Regions from separate parts of the Mus musculus genome. Here region 2 is linked to region 1. Evidence: chromatin contacts called from public Micro-C data. All regions are on one chromosome and are shown on one strand. Each heading gives the region's core, a stretch centred on a gene start, on an enhancer-like site or on the middle of the called end of the contact. The rest is flanking DNA. Distances are from core to core; before and after follow the strand shown. Region 1 has its middle 150 kb from the start of Gm12511. Region 2 has its middle 62 kb from the start of Gm26144.

Evidence for each region. Hi-C and Micro-C count contacts between places; a contact is called where the count stands out from the background.
Region 2: a contact with region 1 is called in a Micro-C map of the HL-1 cell line, with 2.7 times the contacts expected there. The contact joins two enhancer-like sites. A contact is called at or near these places in 2 of 484 Hi-C or Micro-C datasets (the HL-1 cell line and cerebral cortex) and 2 of 115 datasets of contacts at active chromatin or transcription factors (embryonic stem cells and pancreatic cancer cells).

The regions. Positions count from the first base shown.
Region 1 is chr4:55,717,861-55,721,808 of GRCm38.p6, forward strand. No RefSeq gene overlaps it. Among named protein-coding and RNA genes, the nearest start is that of Gm12511, 150 kb to the left of the region's middle. Within about 2 kb of position 1,786, at least 53 of the 459 cell types and tissues checked have an H3K27ac peak or open chromatin away from gene starts, as enhancers often do. A contact at or near this core is called in the HL-1 cell line, where this site is marked.
Region 2 is chr4:56,614,899-56,619,269 of GRCm38.p6, forward strand. No RefSeq gene overlaps it. Among named protein-coding and RNA genes, the nearest start is that of Gm26144, 62 kb to the right of the region's middle. Within about 2 kb of position 2,928, at least 27 of the 459 cell types and tissues checked have an H3K27ac peak or open chromatin away from gene starts, as enhancers often do. A contact at or near this core is called in the HL-1 cell line, where this site is marked.

The sequences.
Region 1 (3,948 bases), core at 536-3,035:
TATCTATCTATCTATCTATCTCTATCTCTCTATCTCTCTATCTATCTATCTATCTATCTATCTATCTATCTATCTATCTATCTATGTCTTTTCCCGAGAGAGTAGTGATGCTCTGTATTTATGTTACCTAAATATATCTCTGAATCACTATATTTGTAATTAGGATATAAACTTATACTTCTGATAAAGAAAGCATGCGATCTGACATATACACACCTTGTACATACACTTTGTATGTGGGTACATGAATGGCTATATGAATAAGGTTTTCTCTTTAGTTATCATCTGATTTTGAGCATTCTGGCATAGGTAGGCCTGCCTGTCAGTCTTAGGAGCACTGTGCCCTCATAAGATGTGGGGAACATTTACAGCCCCTGAGGAAGCACTCACTAACCCTAGACAGGGAGGTGTTGAGAGAGTTCTTTCTAGACCAGCTGTTCTCTCTTCATGCTCCTTTGACCTCCTCCACTGAATTACCACTTTGTTTTTCTTCTTCTTCTTCTTTTTTTTTCTTGTGATTTTTTTCAACATGGACTCTCAAGATTTTTAATCAGATGAAAATTTTGGTGTGCAGTTCCAGAGAAATTCAGTCCGTATGTTTCAGATTCATTTACAGTTAAATCATCAGAAGTAGTTTTGCAATCAGTGCTTGGCAGCCAGGAGCCTTTTGACATAACTAGAAGTCAAGATGCACTGGGCTGAAGGAGCCAGGCACTTTGGATGCCCCAGGAGGGCCAGTTGGCACCTGCAGTGGCAGCACCAGCAGGGACAAAGCAGGAAGGTGGGGCCTGGGGCGTACTCAAGTGTCGTTTATGTGGAATGGACTCTGGATTGCTGTCCTGTGCTCCGTGGCTCCATGCATAGGCTGGGGTATGAGTCATTCTAACTGGCCTTTCTGTGCTTAACTCCCTCCTCTTGGAGATGAGGATGCCAGTAATAGACTATCTAGAGCAAGAGGAATGCAGATGAGGGAGAGTTCTCTCTTACTGTTTGGATTTTTTCTGGTTAGGTGAAAAATTGTCAACCGTGGAGCGAGGCTTGGTGGTGTACACCTGCAATCTGGGCACTTAGAGGACTGAACTGGGAGCACTGAGCATTCAAGACCAGTCTAGGCTTTATAGCAAGACCCTGTCTCCCCTCCCCCCCCAAGGATGGGAGATTTGGGGATATAGCTCAATGGTAGAGCACCTGCCTAGCACACACAAGGCTTAAGTTCAAGCCCCAGCACTGAAAAAATAAAAACTTAAGGAAATGAAAATTGAATGTATTGTTGTAGCAGTAACACATCCTTCACCCATGGTTTTGTTTTGGATAGTTTCAATTACCTTTAGTCAATTGTTGCCCAAAAATATTAAATGGAAAGTTCCAAAAATCAATCAATCATTCATAGCTTTTACTTAACTTTAATTATATACACTACTATATTTGTTCATTTTAATAGTTGTTGTTAATATGGCTACTTCATAAGCTAAACTTGGTCATGGGTCTCTCTCCATATGTTTACATACATACATACATACATACATACATACATACATACATACATACATACATATAAAGTCACAATATGTTAGGTATAGGTGGCCCCCTTTCTGCAGTTTGAGGCAACCAATGGGGAACTGGGAATCTCACCTATTCTAGTGTGGAGACTATTATAGTTAGGACATTGTATACCAGGGGCTGTGCTAGGTACTTCTCACAGTCTCAGAAGGACCCAGTTAGAATTGGCCTCCCCTTCTCCATCTCTTGTTAATGCCTGACATGCTCTGCACAGATGTTCTTTTGCTCTCCTCTTCCCAGGGCCTCCAAGGCTCCTCTGGTCTCTTTCCATACTCTCTGGTCAGGCATATTCCTTCTATTAGGATTATCAGTCCTTTTCTGCATTTCTGGTCTCCACATTGGCCCTAAACTAAACTTTGGCCCATTATCCACAGTCACGCGGAAACTGCCTAGAGCTTCCCCTCTAAAATTCCATCGTCACCCAGTGCTCCCTGCCTCCTGTTCCCAGCGAATTCCCCTTTCTGCTGTAGCCTTTGATGTGGCTAATAATGGCTACTACCCACCTGGACATGTGAGCCAGGACACGCATCTTGATGAGTCTCTATTTCTTAAATACTTCTCTAGGCTTGTTGCTTTTTCGACTTCAAGCTTTCCAACCTTGCCCCTTCCTCTCCCTTTCCCATAGCTCAGCGCTCAGGTTTCAGCAATGCTTTGGGTAGCAGCAGCAGTGACTTGTCTCTTCCCTCTGGGCTCCCAGGGTGGCTGTCAACATGAAGCTCACAGGAGCTCTAGACACCAGGTTGCAATCATTCCCTTCCTCTGGCTGAAAGCATCTAAGGAATCAGCAGCACCCACCTGGCCGGCCCTTATCTGCGGCCGCCTGCCCCCAGCTCCTGAAGCAGATTCATCCCTGTACCTTAGCTCCATCCGTCAGGGAAAGAGCCTGGGTCTTTGATGCTATGAGAGCCTGAGAAGTCCTGAGTGGTTTCTGATGCTACTTCCAAAGGGTTGCTCTGGAGTGATGTGTACATTGGTTGTTTCACTAATTCAGGGTGTTGAGGACATAAGGCACAGTGGTGCCCCTTCTGTACCACCTCCATGCCGGCTTCTGAGGACCATATTAAGAACATATTAAGAACATATTAAGAACATATTAAGTACAGTGACAAACCTAGCTTCTGTCATAGGCCATCTGTGCCTGGTCTTATTGGCCATGTAAGTTCAAAGACACATTGAAGCAGGCACATTTGGGACATTTTTGAAGGGCAGAAAGCCAGCTTGGGGTAGGCAAGGTAGGGTTTTTATGTGTGATCATGTGAGCTCTCACATGTGTGAGTGTGTGAGTGTGTGTGTGTGAATGTGGAGGGTAGAGGTCAAGTTTGATGCCATTCTTCTGACACTATCCACCTTTTTTTGGGGGGGTGGGGGTGAGGGTTGGGACATGATCTCTTACTGGGACCCAGGGCTCTCAATTAGGCCACACTGGCTGCCCACCATGCTTTAGTGATCTGAGTGTCTCTGCTGTCCCAGTGCAGGAATTACAGGGCAAATGCTTTGCTCGCTGAACACTCCCCTCAGTTCCACACACACGCAGATTGTTCTTTAAACCCTGCTCAATCTTCCCTCTCCATGACTTGGGCAGCTACACCTGAGTCCCAGCTAATCCTGTGAACAGTCTCAGGGCAGCTGGGGGTTTCTCTCAGGAAGTTGATGCATAGAAGTAGGTAACAGATCCCTTGACATTTTGACACGAAGAAGAGAGGGACAGAACATGGCTAAGTACCTTCAATGAGCCTAGCCCCTTGTCAGAGACATCCAACTGTAATGGGAATTCAATTGAGCTCATAAGAAGTGATAGAACTTCCTGAACAGTCCTGTAAACAAGGTGGGGCTAGGGGCTCTGAGCATCAAAAAGCTCTTTGTAGGCTCTTCGGAGAACACCCAAGCAAGCTACACATCGTCGGGTCAACGAAAACCAAGCTTTGTGAGAAGGAAGATCCTGGGAGAAAATGGTTTGAATATCCACTTCAAGTCAGTGGACATCAGGTTAAACTGCTGTTGGTGCAAGCTGCAGAGGCACAGGGGGATAGGGAAACACACGGGATCTGGGGTGGGGCTGGGGCATTTATTTACAGCAGATTTCAGATCGTGAATAGGTGTTTTCTGGTCAGTGAAGAGAGGAAAGCAGTAATATATGCCATCATGTTTAAAAGCTTTTCAGTAGGTTCAGCATGACTGTGGCCATTGGGAGGAGTGGATAGCAATAAGACTCTAGAGAGCCCTAGACAGACTAGCAGGTGTAGGAGCCGACAAGCCAGGGCCGTAGCCTTATACTGAGGAGGGCTCTGACCAAGAGGAGATGCTTTTCCTGTCCCAAGTTGACTTGAACCCAGACCCTATGCCCTTCTATTTCCTGTTTCGTCCCTGATTAGCATAAGCAAGTGACTC
Region 2 (4,371 bases), core at 1,678-4,177, 900 kb after region 1:
AGATGGGTGAGTTTAATGCTCCTGCAAGACAAGGCCCCTGAGAAGTTGCATGGAACACCAGGAGCTAGACTGAGGACACAGAATAGCTTTCTCCTATGTCCCCTGGAAGAGACCAACCCTACTGCTGCCATACTGTTCTCATCCTCCATGAGTGTGAGACAGGAAATTTCCCTTCTGCAAGCCACCTTACTTAAGACACTTTGTCATGGTCACTAAGGATAACTCATTTAAGATGCTCTTGCCTACACACCCATTGGCTCTGGAGAACATGGGAAATTAATATGACTTTTACTGAGGAATATGTCTTTTTAAGATGATCATAACGGGGCTTTGAGAGAGGGAAGTGTAGGGGATCCAACTTGGGGTGACTTGGATACTAGGTAAGACTCTACCACTGATGTGCATCCTCAGGTCCAGGGCGCAGAACTTACTTGCTCATTCTTTTTACTAAGATTTCCTGGATGCCTGTAAAATGTCACCACCAGCTAGTTTCCCATGCCATTAGTGAACTCACATGAGTTTCAAAAGAAGTCTCAACACAGAGCATCCTGCATCCAACATGGCCATACTCAGTGGTCTCTGGAGGTAGCCATGTGGGAGATTTCACTCTGCCCAGGAAAAAAAGCAGATAGTCACAGAAAATAGGGCGTTCTTAAGCAAGGATTAAAAATTTCCCAAGCAGAAAAGCAGATAAGGGCCTCATAAGAAATTAAACTCTAAATAGTAAACTCTGGAGTCCCCAGGAAGGGCCACACTGAGGAAGCAATGAGGTAGGACAGGAGATGGAAGGGAGGCAGAAGGGATGGAGGAGGGCTTAGCTTGTTTTAAGTTGTTGGTACCATAGGCTACATTGTGATTTAGTTATTTCTTGTGATAACTCTGGGGAGACAAGGAAACATAGCTTCAAAAGGTCCTTCAAAAGTTCTTGTTATACTGGGAAGAGATTAACAAAGGCAAAGCAAGCTTCAGGGGGTGGTGAGAGGATCCTCAGCACATTTCTGTTGCCACTTGTGAGGCTGTGTGTCATCCAAGCCCCCAGAGGAGGTAAGGCAACCTCAGAGGAGGAACTTCTGACTGTGAGATATCCTCCTGATGACTTTTGCCTGTCATTTTAAGGAAGAGCACAAGGGCTAAAAGATGGCTCTTAGTGATGCTTGGGGACCTGAGTTTCTTCCTTAGAAACCTCAAAGAAATGTCAGGCATGGTGACATACACTTGTAATCTCAGCACTGAGAAGTCAGAAACAAGCAAATCCTAAGACTCACTGACCAGCCAGCCGACGTCACTCAGTGAGCTCCAGAGCAGTAAGAGATCTTGTCTTGGGGGACAAACTGTGGATAACACCTAAGGAATGACACCCAAAGTTATTCTCTAGTCTTCATGAACACACACACAGACACACACACACACACACACACACACACTTGCACACAATGTACACCTTCATACAAGCATACACATAGAGAAAGAACAGAAGAAAATCACCCCATCGAGTTCTCACACCTTCCCATCCTCCTTAAAAGATGTGGAGGAGACTACATGAAGATGGTCTGGATCTAGGAGCCACTGGGAACAAAAGGTGATGTGGGTGACATTTCCCTTCAAATTGTATATATGCCAAGCTCAGCTTGCCTCAACTTGGGTAGGTGGCATCCAGCCTGTGGGTCCCCTTCTAGACTAGACTGCTCTACATTAAGATTCCATGCTCTGCCTCCCTGAACAGACAGGAGCATCATTGGGCCAACAGGAGGAAGCAGGAAAAGTGATGCATGGGGCCATACAGAAATCATGAATTCACAAGGGCCAGAATGGTCACCACCTTATCAGATCCAGTCCCACATCTCAAGAGTCTGCCATATATAGGACCTCAGCAGAAGCATCCCAGACCCACAGCTTGGGAACCATGGGCCTCCACAGCGTATCTTCAACTGCTCTCCACTCACCCTTAAACACCATCAGGAATGAAAGAACACCCCTCCTCTCTAGTTCAGCTGACCTCCAAGTCGTTCTAGTGTCCACAAACTTCCTTTATTGTGTCCTCCCTATTAGCACCCAATAATTTTACTGGCCCCTGAGACACCTACATTAAGTGACAATAGAATAGTTTCAACTCAGCTGTCACTGACACTTTGAAGCATCTGAGGGTGGCACTCATGTCCCATGCCCTCTAAACAACCTCAGCCCTTCAGGGTGGAAGCTCTCCGCTTGTCCGGCCTCTCCTCCTTTAACATCACTTCTGCTCTAGCACCTCTGAACCCCTGCCAAAGCCAGAACAGCTTCCTGTTTGTCATTGAAGATGGGTGCTGGGAGGAGCCTCCCTCCGTGCTCTTTACTCTGCTCCTCGCTCTGGCAGCATGTGTGCCTGGAGCAGTTTGGGAGGATTTACTTTGGCTCACAGTTTGAAGGGCTATCAGTCCATCATGGCAGTTGAAAGCAGGGCAGTAGGAGCTCCTGATGCTGCTGGGTCCCATCTTAGGGATCAGGAAGCAGAGGTCAGAACTGGAAGCAGTCCAGGATACAACCCTCAAAGGTCTGTCTCAAGTGGTCTATGTCACCAGCTAGATATGATATCCCAAAGGTCCCACAACTTCCCAAAACAGCACCACCAAAGGTAAAGAAGTGCTGAAATGTTAGCCTGTGTTTTCACATCCAAACAATTCCCTCTTTGGCATGCCCTGGCAGCTGTGGGCATTCCAAGGACATCTCAGGTCTAGGGATAAAATGTACAAAGGGAGAGAGTGTAAGGCAGAGGCAATCATGGAGGGAAAGACATGTGCTTAGGAAGCAGGAGAAGGGTGTGAAGTGAGGGTAGAAAGGTGCCCCCTCCTTCCCATAGTTCTTCTAAATGTGCACCCAAGGCTGTCACTGGGTTTATCTGCAGAGTATGAAAATTAGATCCTGTGGGGCAGTTAGCTGGAGGATACGCAGATCTGATGTGTTTATCATGGAATGTTCTGACTCACAGGGGAGGCCCCTCCCCCACCAGTCTCTAGCACAATTGAATCGGGTCGGGAAACATTTTTCAGAATTTTCATTTCTGACGTCTTTGCTATCTCTAAATTCCCATCCTTTTGCACGTGCAATAAATATCCACTTTATAATTTATAAGCAAATGGAGATGCAATGCTAATCATAAATATTAATGGAAGAGCAGAGATGACGATGTATGCCCAGTCACGGAGCCTGAAAGAGCATTTCTCTGGGTGGCGTGGCAGTGTGGCAGCCCGTGCTTACCTCCCACTGACACTGAGTGGCTGCACACAACAGTGTTTCTCTCTTTGTAGGGCCTCTCAGCCCTTGGCAGTGTTATGAAGAAGCTGGAGCAGAGGTAACAGATCCAGGGTGAGGGAGAGAACCATTGCCTGCCTCTTACCAGCTCAGATGACGTCAAAGGATTGTGTTCTGTGTTGGAAGTTATACTCTGAAAAACCACCCTGAAATATCATTGCTTTCTTTTCCAAAGTCAGTGACAAACATATCTAGGACACTTGAAACCCTACCAGCAGAGGAGATTAGATAGAACTGGGTGTGTTCAGGCAGCCTGGATTGTGAGATATAGAGGAAATAGTGCCATTTTATAAAGAATCATCTTAAGAGGGAAAATAGGTGTATTCTATGTGGCCCAAGGGTTAGAGCCAATAGGTAGCGTTAAAGATAAGAAGACTCAGACACACCCTGCAGAATGTCCCGAAAGTGCTACCTCCAAAGAGGAACTGAGCTTTCTGGAACCAGAGGTGGGCAAGCACACAAGTCGACTTCTGGTTGAAGGTGCTGCAGAGCAACACATGGGCTGTTGACCTAAAACATGAGCCCTGTGTGGTGGTTTTAGGCGGTAGATGAATGGCTAGTTTATTTCTGTAGTTGTATGGTGATTGAGCCCATGTTCTTAATTCAAATGAGGTTGCGTTCACTTAAGTCAATCAGAATTTAAAAGAAAAGAAAGTCATCCAGAGGTTAGAGAAATGGCTCAGCATTTACACAGCATGCACCGCTCTTCCGGAAGACCTAAGTTTACTTCCCAGCACCCATGTCAGGCAGCTCACAACCACCTATAACTCCAACTGCAGAGGATCCAGCACCTTCCATTGCATTCTGCTGACACTTGCACTTACATGTATATACTCAGACAAAGACATACATACACACAAAATTAAAATAAATTAAACCCTTTGTAAAAAAAAATCACCAAATAAGTAAGAGACGTGCAGACTTAGCAAAAGTCATGACTGACAGCTGCTGGGGCAGTGTGGGCAGGAAGTCCTCCTACCAGCCCCAAGGCCCTAAAAGCAGCAGAGAGTCCCTCCAACACACTCTCCAGCCCAAGGTCACTTTCACTTTCTGTTCACCTTCCCACAAAGCACGGTCCCAAGC